Regions from separate parts of the Mus musculus genome. Here region 1 is linked to region 2. The links are chromatin contacts, called in public HiCAR-type maps. All regions are on one chromosome and are shown on one strand. The core of a region is the stretch at or near the end of the contact, and the rest is flanking DNA. Distances in the headings are between cores, read along the strand shown.

What was found. HiCAR-type assays count read pairs that join an accessible place to other places.
Region 1: a contact with region 2 is called in a HiCAR-type map of kidney, with 2.9 times the contacts expected there. The contact joins the enhancer-like site here to the promoter of 5730435O14Rik in region 2. A contact is called at or near these places in 13 of 39 promoter capture datasets (the 3T3-L1 cell line, 3T3-L1-derived adipocytes, the C10 cell line and 7 more), 1 of 15 datasets of contacts at CTCF or cohesin (the NIH/3T3 cell line), 17 of 484 Hi-C or Micro-C datasets (3T3-L1-derived adipocytes, the C10 cell line, the HPC-7 cell line and 11 more), 12 of 115 datasets of contacts at active chromatin or transcription factors (bone marrow-derived dendritic cells, craniofacial prominence, double positive thymocytes and 8 more) and 4 of 9 other capture datasets (adipose tissue, embryonic stem cells, liver and 1 more).

What each region holds. Positions count from the first base shown.
Region 1 is chr10:41,681,835-41,687,066 of GRCm38.p6, forward strand. Ccdc162 (coiled-coil domain containing 162) reads right to left here. Exons shown (of 48, transcript NM_001358562.1): 5 at 1,333-1,446. Among named protein-coding and RNA genes, the nearest start is that of Mir3473b, 14 kb to the left of the region's middle. Within about 2 kb of position 3,022, at least 31 of the 459 cell types and tissues checked have an H3K27ac peak or open chromatin away from gene starts, as enhancers often do. A contact at or near this core is called in granulocyte-monocyte progenitors, kidney, pancreatic islet and 1 more, where this site is marked.
Region 2 is chr10:41,565,952-41,570,940 of GRCm38.p6, forward strand. It overlaps 5730435O14Rik (RIKEN cDNA 5730435O14 gene), which reads left to right and starts at 2,065. Exons shown (of 4, transcript NR_045341.1): 1 at 2,065-2,148. It overlaps Ccdc162 (coiled-coil domain containing 162), which reads right to left. Exons shown (of 48, transcript NM_001358562.1): 37 at 3,892-4,001.

The sequences.
Region 1 (5,232 bases), core at 1,772-4,271, 120 kb after region 2:
CATTGTTCTCTGCAATGCTGTCTGGGCGGCAAATAAGGGACTTTTTGAGTCCCACCCCCCCAAGTTCTTCTACAGTTTGGATTCAGTTGAGAGAGGCAGTGTCTTACTCTCCCAACTCTGAGGGACAGCAATTTAACAGTGCAGGAGGGTGTTTGGTATCAGGAGTCTACCTCCGACCTTCCTATTTTGGCCAAGTCTACAAGAAAAAAAAATGCACATGTCCTAGGTCCTAGGTAAAAATTATGTCAGGGCTCATTTTCAAAGTAGGAATCTTTTTTTTTTTTTTTTTTTTTTTTTTTTTTTTTTTTTTTGGCACTGTGACACACACCTTAATCCAAGCACTTAAGAATCAAAGGCAAGCCAGGTGTGGTGGCACACGCCTTTAATCCCAGCACTCGGGAGGCAGAGGCAGGAGAATTTCTGAATTCGAGGTCAGCCTGGTCTACAGAGTGAGTTCCAGGACAGCCAGGGCTATACAGAGAAACCCTGTCTCGAAAAACCAAAAAAAACCAAAAAACCAAAAAAACAAAAAGAGAGTCAAAGGCAAATGGATCTATGTGAGTTTGGGCCAGCCTGGGCTACACAGTGAGTTCCTGGACAGCCTGGGTTATATACTGAGCCCCTGTCTCAACAACAACAATAACAAAAGTAGCAATCTTTGTCTTCTGCTACTTTATGGCAGAGCACAGGAGAAGGCATGTCCATCGGTTCCTTTCCTATCTTTAGTTGTCAGTTTCTTTTAAAAAGAAAGGCAGCCTGCCATGTGTGGGGCCTCGCTCGGGCTTGACTACCACGTTCTCCTACAAATGGGCCTTGCAAGCATGTTTGGAGTTAAGTGTACGTCCTTAACCAAACACTGCTTGTCCTCTAAAGAGGCCTTCAACCCAGCAAGTAGCTTCAGGGTACGCACAGAGAGCTGTAAGGAGGACATCAGGGCCACCCTGAGCAACCAATGGGATGACCGACATCACGGCCACATTGTCCTTTACAACAACGACAAGCTTACTGGCCGTGTTGCTTTATTTAGAAAATACATATATAAAGCAACTAGAGATGGTTCCGTGGTTAAACATGCCAGCTGCACTCACACAGGCAGCTCCTAGCAACCTGGCTGTAACTCCAGTTTTAAAGGGGATCTGCTGCCCTCTTCTGGCATCCATGAGCATTGCATCCATGTGGACTAATGTGTGCACACACATAAACACATTAATTTAAAATGAAAATAAAAGTCTTTTTAAAATTACATCCATATATCATATATACATATACATCATTACATATGCGATGCACAGATACATGCTCTCCCACCGGGTCTGCTCCCTGGCCCCTTACCTTATAAAGAGGGTAGAGTTCTTCCATGGCCATACTGGTCTGGCAGAGCCTCTTCCACCTCAGCACGTGCAAATATTTACTCTGGCCCAGCTGCGTAATTCTCTCTGTGTAATACTTTACCAACAACAAAAATAAGCACTTACCAGAATATAATTATAGAAAGGGGGCTGATCGAGCCTTACGAACACTAACAATATAGGTGATGGTTGCTTTGAAAATACTTTTTTTTTTCTTACAGGAACACCATCAAATGAAGTCTGGTTCAAGATCCTTCCGATGTAAAGCAACAAGAGCAAGCAGATGTGTCTAAATCTCTGTGATCTGCTACTGAATTAACTGGTCACAAGCTCCTTCGTCAGCTACTGGACTGTTGGCAGTGACTTAGGATACTATAGGCTTAAAGTCGAGCTGAAGTTCTGGGTGGAGAAACTGAAATTATGGCTGGGAGAAATGCTGGATCAGTAAAATGCTTTTCAGAAAAACACAGAAACCAGAGTTCCATCTCCAGAACATATGTTGAGAAGAAAAGAGAAGAGAAGGAAAGGAAAAGAAAGGAAAGGGGAGGAAAGGGGAGGGGAGGGGAGGGGAGGGGAGGGGAGGGAAGGGAAGGGAAGGGAAGGAAAGGGAAAAAAGACAAGAAAAAGCAAAAGCAAAGCCATTTCTGGCGGCACTCAGAACGCAGGGGAGGCAGAAACAGACAGGTAGGTCCCTAGGGCTCGTGACCACTCGACCTTCCCTGCTTGGCAAACTCCAAGAGAGAACTCCTGTCTCCAAAGAATAAGATCACAGCACCCAAGGTGTGACACCTGAGGTTTTCCTCTAGGAAACATACAAGCACACACATGTACCCATGCATCCATGCACACACACACACACACACCTAAACCTGTGAGTCAAAAAGTCCATTACAAGTAAGATTAGTGGCTCAGAGAGGTGGCCCTCTGGGTAAGGGAACTCCTTATGCAATCGTGATGACCCGGGTTTGATTCCTGGGACCCTTGTGGAGATGGAAGGCAGGAAGTAACTCCATCAATGTTGTCCACCGTCCCCCACGTGTGCACCACGGTGCGTTCCAAAACACATACACAGAGTAATAACAAAAAAGAAAAAAATTAAGACTATAGTTTATAAAAATCAGACTGAAAATTTTCGCTTACAATTAAAATAAAAGCAGTGGCACATTCCTATAACCCTCGTGCCTCGTGCTCAAGAGGCCAAGGCAGGAGATTTATGAGTTTGAGGGCAGTCATGCAGATGGCTTTTCTATCCAGGGATAAAAATGACGCTGCGAAGAAATGAGTCCTGTTGCATTCTTTCATCACGAGTAGAGAATCTGACAGAATACTTGAGGCAACTGTTTTTCTGTCCCAACATAGTGCCAGGGTTCCTGGGGAAAGAGAACCACTTGTCATGGTTCCCGCGAGCCGAGACGCTCACTCACGCTGCTGAGACCCAGCAAGGAGAGGAAACGGTAAGGGAGCGGAGGGACCTCTGAGTTAAGGAGAGAAGACTTGAAACGTGAGGCGAGGCGAGGCGCGGAACAGGAACCCAGGAACCGGGGAGTTTGTAGGCTGCGGCACTGGAGAGGAGGAAGCCAGTCAGAGAAAGGCAGGCTCGGAAAGGACCCCACGGGTCTGTTTGTTGAGTACCTAGCCAGGCACGCAGCAGGAGACGCTCCAGGAGGCTGTGTAAAGAATAGCTGACCCTGACCGACCGAAGGCCAACAGCTCTTAATAGGTTCTTACTGGACTGGCTGCAGGCTGTTCAAGTTCCAGCCACCAGGTGAAAGTGTCCCTGGATACCCGAGACATCCAACACCAGGGCTCTGGTAATGAGGACAAACTGAGCCTAGAGTGAAGATTATCCTAAAGCCACACAAGGCAGCCCTGAAGGGAGTAAGTGGGTCTGTGACTTAAAAGCTTCCCAGAACAAAGTCCAACACTTGACGGGAAACACAAAATCCACGGCATCCGATAGTGAAAATTTGATTATTTTTAGCATTCATTTATAAGTGATTTTATAAACTATAGTCATTCAAAGCAACAAGGAAAAGATCTGTGGGCAGAAGAGCAGTTAGTGAGAAGACGACAAGAACCAACCTAGTTAACAAGGTCAGCAAGCCAAGTGTTTAAAGGTCCGAAGACTGAAAGCGAATGTGAATGCAGCTTGAAGAGTCTAGGAGTCTAAAAGTAAATACACGTTTGAAGCAAACACTGAACCGACAAGATTAGAGGTACATTAGACTTTGCATGGAAAATGTTAGAAAACTTCAACTGGGACTGGTGGAGGTGGCGCACGCCTTTAATCCCAGCACTTGGGAGGCAGAGGCAGGGGATCTCTGAGTTCGAGGCCAGCCTGGTCTACAAAGTGAGTTCCAGGACAGCCAGGGCTACACAGAGAAACCCTGTCTCGAAGAACAAAAACAACAAGAACAAAAGCTAGTAACCTTGAAGAGCAATAGGAACTTCACAAAATGAAGTAGGTACCAACTGCAAACAAGGATACAGCCAAAGGGAACAGGATCTTGGTCTTTCCGAGGTGATAGGAAACACTGTAATGGATGTGCAATTTAAGCAACGGGTCTCGGAGCTGGGCTTAAACTCAGGAATGAGCTTGACAATTAAGATACTGTTAACTAAGAATGATATAACGTATAATTTAGTCAAGCCTTTTTGGTTAGTTGTAAGAGTGGTTGTGCTTGTGTGGAGGGTTGAGGTTGATTTTGGAATAGTTTTTTCTAGTCAAATTAAGTCTAGGAGAGTTAAGGATGTTTTTAGGCTTAGGTTAAGAGATTTTATGGGTGTAATGCAGTGAATAATGGATGGGAAAAAGCCTAGTAAGGTTGAGAAAGATGAATATGAGTTTGCTTTGTTTATTGAGAATTTTATAGTCACTCCCAGAACCCAGAAAACTCTGTTTAAAGAAACCGTGCTTAAAAGTTTTCAAAAATTAAGAAATGCTCTCGCCAGGCGTGGTGGCACACACCTTTAATCCCAGCACACGGGAGGCAGTCTCATGCTAGCTGTCCAGGGTCAAGAAACACAGACACAAGTCCATGATGAGGAACACTGGTGGCCATGTTTGAAGGCCGCCTAATCCAGCATCTATATTTTTCAGCATCATGACTGCTATGATTTGGACCTTAAGGGTCTCCCACCAATACTGTCTTTTGAAAGCTCAGTCCCCAGAACAGCAATGTTCAGAGGTGGACCTTTGGCAAATGAATGGATCAATGGGGCCCGGACCTTATCAATGGATTAATCCATTTATGGATTCAAAAATTAGCGGCTTGACAGGGCGGACCTTTGTTCTAAAAAGTGAGCTCTCTGCTTTGTGGCAACCCAGAGGTGAACAGCTTCCTTCTGCCCCATCTTCCAGCTGTGTTATTCTCCCTCACCACAGGCTAAGAAACAATGCAGCCAGGTGTGAACAAAAGTTGCTTGAAAACAAAAAGAAAATTGTACATTACATTGAATCTTCCAGGTGGCTGTCTAACTGACAAGAACTTCAGTGGCTGTGGAGAACTGGATGTTGCAAGCCTAATTACAATTGGTCTTGGACTACTTTTAGCTTCTATAATAGCCATTCCGGGCTCATCTCTGCGACTGACCTTACATCTTTGCGACTATTGGGTAAATCCTTTGGAATGTACAGATGGAAAATTAGTTTCCATTGCCATGCCCATTCCAGTGGTGTCTACATAACAAGTCCAAAAGCTTGGCCGCAGTCCTGAGGCAAAAAGTTTCACGGAAGCTGGTCTCCTGGAGGTCCTTGGTGTTCTGTAACTTAGATGTGGTCCAGATTTGTCCTTGCGATAGTCGGTGGAGGGTTTTGTGTGCTTTCTTTCAGTATTGTTTTATTATAGGTGCCCCCAAGGAATGATTTGACACATAGCCAAGT
Region 2 (4,989 bases), core at 815-3,314:
CAGAGGTCCCTCCCACCTGTGTAAAGAGGTAGCTCGACCAGGTTTCACCCTCCCACTTCCCCCACACTGGTCCAGATTTTCCCAGTAAGCACCACTGCCTTCTCAGGACTGCTCCGTGGCAGCATTTACCTCTGAGCCTGGACTGTTCCATGGCGGCATTTACACCTGAGCTAACTACACTAACAGTGTTGGCTGGGGGATTACACTAACAGTGTTGGCTGGGGGAACAGAAGATTGCTCTGGGCAATGATTGTTCAAGAGAGCCAGTCTTGGGTGAGGCTTGATGGGTGCCAGGGCTTATTATGTGTGCCATGGTTTTATAGGAGTGGCCCACCACACCGACACCATTTGTTTTGTATCAGGCACAAAGTATTTTGGAGGTTTCTAAAACACCAATTTTGTTGGTGAGCGCCTATTTACTCTGAGACTGACACCCAAGAGTTGCACACAGGGACACTCAGCTCCTAGCTCTATGCCCTGCTCCTACATGCTCCCTCCCCACCCCCACTCTCTACTCACGCTCTGCTGTGCCTTCCCCTGCCTGTCTTCATGTTGCCAGCTCCTCTTGTGTTTCAAGATGTGGCCCCAACAACACCTCTATCAGGCCTTCATGTGCCCTCTACTCATAAATAGATACATGTATTTTTTTTTTAGCTTTCTTTTTAATAGACTCCATCTCTGTCTCAAGGGAAAAAAATATTAGCACCAGTGGTGGATGGAGACTGGTTTACTAGAAACTGGGAAAAGACTGGACAACGACATGAGTTTTTAAAGAAAGACTGCCAGGTTGACCTGATTTTCTCAGGAAATAGAGCAGCAGGATGCTCGAGAACCGGAAGAGCATGCTGGAAGAGCATGGCTGTGTGGCAGAATAACTGCGTGCTCCAGGCCCATGTCTTTGGCAGCTGCACAGCCTGGGAGGTCTAGTGTGGCAGCTTGGGGACTTGGGATTTGTCCTGACTTCACAGCTACTAATGACTTAAACAAGGATGCTTAGAGCTCAGAGCATCAAGAGGCTAAAGAATGGCCCAAACTGACCAAGAAGACAGATGGTGGGACAGTACAGTGTCCGAGGACAACATGTGTGAGCAGACAACATGCGTGAGCAGACAACAGGTGAGCAGAGGCTGGCGTCTCCAAGGTCTCCAAGCACTTCCTGAGCTGCAGATACACCTGATAGAGATTTGCCCCGCCTGCAAATCCTACTTTCCTTCCTACAAGATGTTATCCTTAGCTGGGTGTGGTGACACACGCCTATGACCTAGCAGCTGGGAAATAGAAGCAGGAGGATGGTAGAGTTGGTGACCTCAAAGTGAAAACAACATTCCGTGCCCTGCCAAAAATCAAAGATCCTTATCCTCAGCGATGGGCTGAGCAACAGTGTGCAGCTCGTGTGTGTGTGTGTGTGTGTGTGTGTGTGTGTGTGTGTGTGTGTGTGTGTATGGTGCTTTTATATATATATATATATATATATATATATATAATGCTCACACACACACACACACACACACACATATATATATGAGCAGGAATTCATACATACATACAGATGTATATATGTGTGTATATATACACACACACACTTACACACACACATCACAAAACTTATTCTTTTAACTGTCATCAAATACAGAACAGTGGCAGCATCATGACCACATGACAAATCTCTTTCCATCTCACAAAATAAAACCAGTACCCACTGAATACTAATTTGCCCTTTCTGTCCCCACCCATGGAAACCACCATCCCACCTTTTTTCTCTGAGAGTCTTCAGGGAACCTGAGAAATATCAAATTCAGGATCCTTACACTCGTTTTACTCTGCATCATGGCTCATTGTGTGGCACCGTGTGGCAGAATGGCCTTTCTTTTTTGTTTTTGAGGATTAATACACTATTTTTATTTGTGCATACTATTTTTATTTATGTGTGTATGCCGGCACGGGTTCATGTACACCACTGAAAGCAAACATATTTGTAAGCCGCCCAGTGTTGGGGACTGCTGCGAGAGCAGCAAGCACTCTTCATTCCTGAGCCATCTCCAATCTTTAAAGCAAGGCACAGTGGGTTTTGATTTAAGGCCCCTGCCCCTGGGAGATGGGGCCTCTCATCAGCACACACAGTGATGCTTCAGTGTAAATGAACACCGAGTAAGTATATGACTACATCTGTATCTGGGGGAAACGGATCTCCAACCACACTTGAGAATCCTCTACCTCATAACTAAGGGTTAAAATGTTTAATGTAAAAATTATGGGAACATTTCCAAAAACTTAAGAAAAATGTAAACCTGAAGAAAACAATATCCACCCAAAATTGAGCACATTTTTCCAAAACAGATTTTTTTTTAAGTTTTAAATTTCATTTATTTATTTACTAACTTAAAAAAAAAAAAAAAGAAAAGAAATACAGTCTTTCTTTCTGTGTAGTCCAGGCTAGTTTGGAGTTCTTGTCTCCTTTCCTCTAACTAACTGACGAATGTGTGTAAGTTTGTACGTGGAGGTCAGAGGGCAACCTGCTGGAGTCTGTTTTCTCCTTCCACTGTGTGGGTTCTGGGGATCAAACTCAGGTCACCAATCTTGGCAGCAAGCCCCTTTACTTACTCAGCCATCTCACTGCTCCCTGGGGTGGAACTCATTTTCCTCCCTTTTCATTGCGTGTGTGTGTGTGTGTGTGTGTGTGTCTGTGTGTGTCTGTGTGTGTCTGTGTGTGTCTGTGTGTGTGTGTGTGTCTGTGTTTGCATATGCATGTGAGCATGCCATGGTGTTTGTGTGTGGGTTTGATGGAACAATGTTCATGAGTTGGTTGTCCACTTTCACCATGGGACCCACAGATGGAACTCAGGTCACCCACACTTGGCTGCAAGCACCTTTACTCACTGATCCATCTTACTGGCCCCCTGGCCTGGAACTTTTAGTCTACCTGCCTGAGCCTCCCGAGTGCTAGGATTACAAGTGTGTACCACTGTGCCTAGCAGGACAGATTTTCTTCTTTTTTTTTTTTTTATTGTAATAGTTGCATGGAGATGATTTGTCTGTCAAGCACTTATTAATGAATGACCCTGAGCCTGGTGTCCAAGCATGAATGTGTGCTCCCTCATGCCGCCTTCTCAGACATAAGAGTCATTCAAAATGAATTCTTTCAATTTTAGCAACTGCTTCCTGCCAAGGGTAAATACTGTTAAACACTACATTTTAGGGTGGTAAAGAGCTCAGATAGCTTTTCTGATATACACAAATGTAAAATTATTGGTGCTACTTCTGCTGTGGAGGAAATGTGGGGGGGGGAATGAAATGCTACTCTTTGATGCTGTTAGCCTGTTACTAGCTTTTCCCCCTCAAACTGTACACTTCAAAAATATTTCCTACGCTGGGCAGTGGTGGTGCAGGCCTTTAATCCCAGCACTTGGGAGGCAGAGGCAGGCGGGTTTCTGAGTTCAAGGCCAGCCTGGTCTACAGCATGAGTTCCAGGACAGCCAGGGCTACACAGAGAAACCCTGTCTCGCAAAACCAAAAACAAACAAACAAAAAGTTCCTAGTTCAGTGTATCATAGGCCTTTTTCATTTTTCTCTCTTTAACTTTTTTATACTAACAAATCAACAACCGGAAATGTTACTTTAAAAAAATTTAACCCATTCAAAAGTTTCAAGTTTGTCTTTAAACATTTGACCACATTTTTTGACTAGCCAATGTTCATTTCCCGATTACTCCAAAATGGACAGACATTGGGCTTTTTCATACTAAAATGGTAGTGCGCAGCGGTCTTTTGGGGTTCAGCCTCAGGAGTCACATCCTTAGGGAGAGTAAGAGCGGACCAGGGAGTGTGTTAAGTGACGGCCTTCCTCCCTGGGTTTCTGACAAAGGGAACCACAGCCTTCATTTTGAATGCCTACCTTGGGCCCATCATCTTGGGAATCCTCCATCAGTCTCTGTACAAATCTCTCAACTATCTGGGGTCTCATAACTGAAAAGTTTTCTTTCATGACTTGGTGTTTCCAACGATCTAGGAAAAATAAGAACAGATCAGTGTGACATCATAAAACACAGACTGCCACTAAGGGCGATACTCCACAGCTCCCGAGGGATGCACAACGAGTCTTCCACCGTGAAACTCCCATAAGGAAAGTTGGGGTGGGGGTGGGGTGGGAGGGCAGTCAGGACATAGAACCCTCTGGAACAGGACTGAAGGGAGATCTCTAGCAAAGTTCTTAACAAAAAAGGCTTTGGGGATGCCCTCCTGAAAGCCAGTGAATGATACTGTTGCTGTGGAGAACACCCTGAAGGAAAGGGCACGTTGCCCTTGACCTTCCCTTGACCTTCCCTGCATCCTCATCAATAGCCTGTATCTGTGATCATTTCAGTCTAACACAGCCTCAGAACGAAGCAAAGAGCATCATGGCTGATGCATAGGAGATGAGGCACACGTGACCTTACTCAGAGCAATGTTATTTACGGTGGCAGAAGCTACTGGAAATGTAGCTGCCCGTCATCTGGGATCATTTTCAATTATGGCCACCCTTCCAACAGAGTAGTACACAACTGTTCACAGGAAGAAACTCTTCCAATGTTGATGGAAAAGTTTGATGGTGTGGTAGTTTGAATATGCTTGGCCTATGGGAAGCGGCACTATTAGGAGATATGGACTTGTGGAGGAAGTGTGTCACTGTAGGGGTGGGCTTTGAGGTTCTATGCTTAAGTTCCACCCAGAGAAAAAGGGAGAGACCCTCTGCCTGCAGAGGAGTCTCCTCTTGCTTGCCTTCAGATCAAGATGTAGAACTCTCAGCTCCTGCCATGCTTCCCACCATGGTGATAATGAACTGAACCTGTAAGCCAGCCCCAATTAAATGTTGTTCTTTATAAGAGTTGCCTTGGTCATGTTGTCTCTTCACAGCATCAGAAACCCTAACTAAGACAAATGGTATTGATCCAATGGCAAGGTGTAGGTTAGTAAGTGGGAATGGCAAGGTATAGAACCGTGAATATCAAAGAGG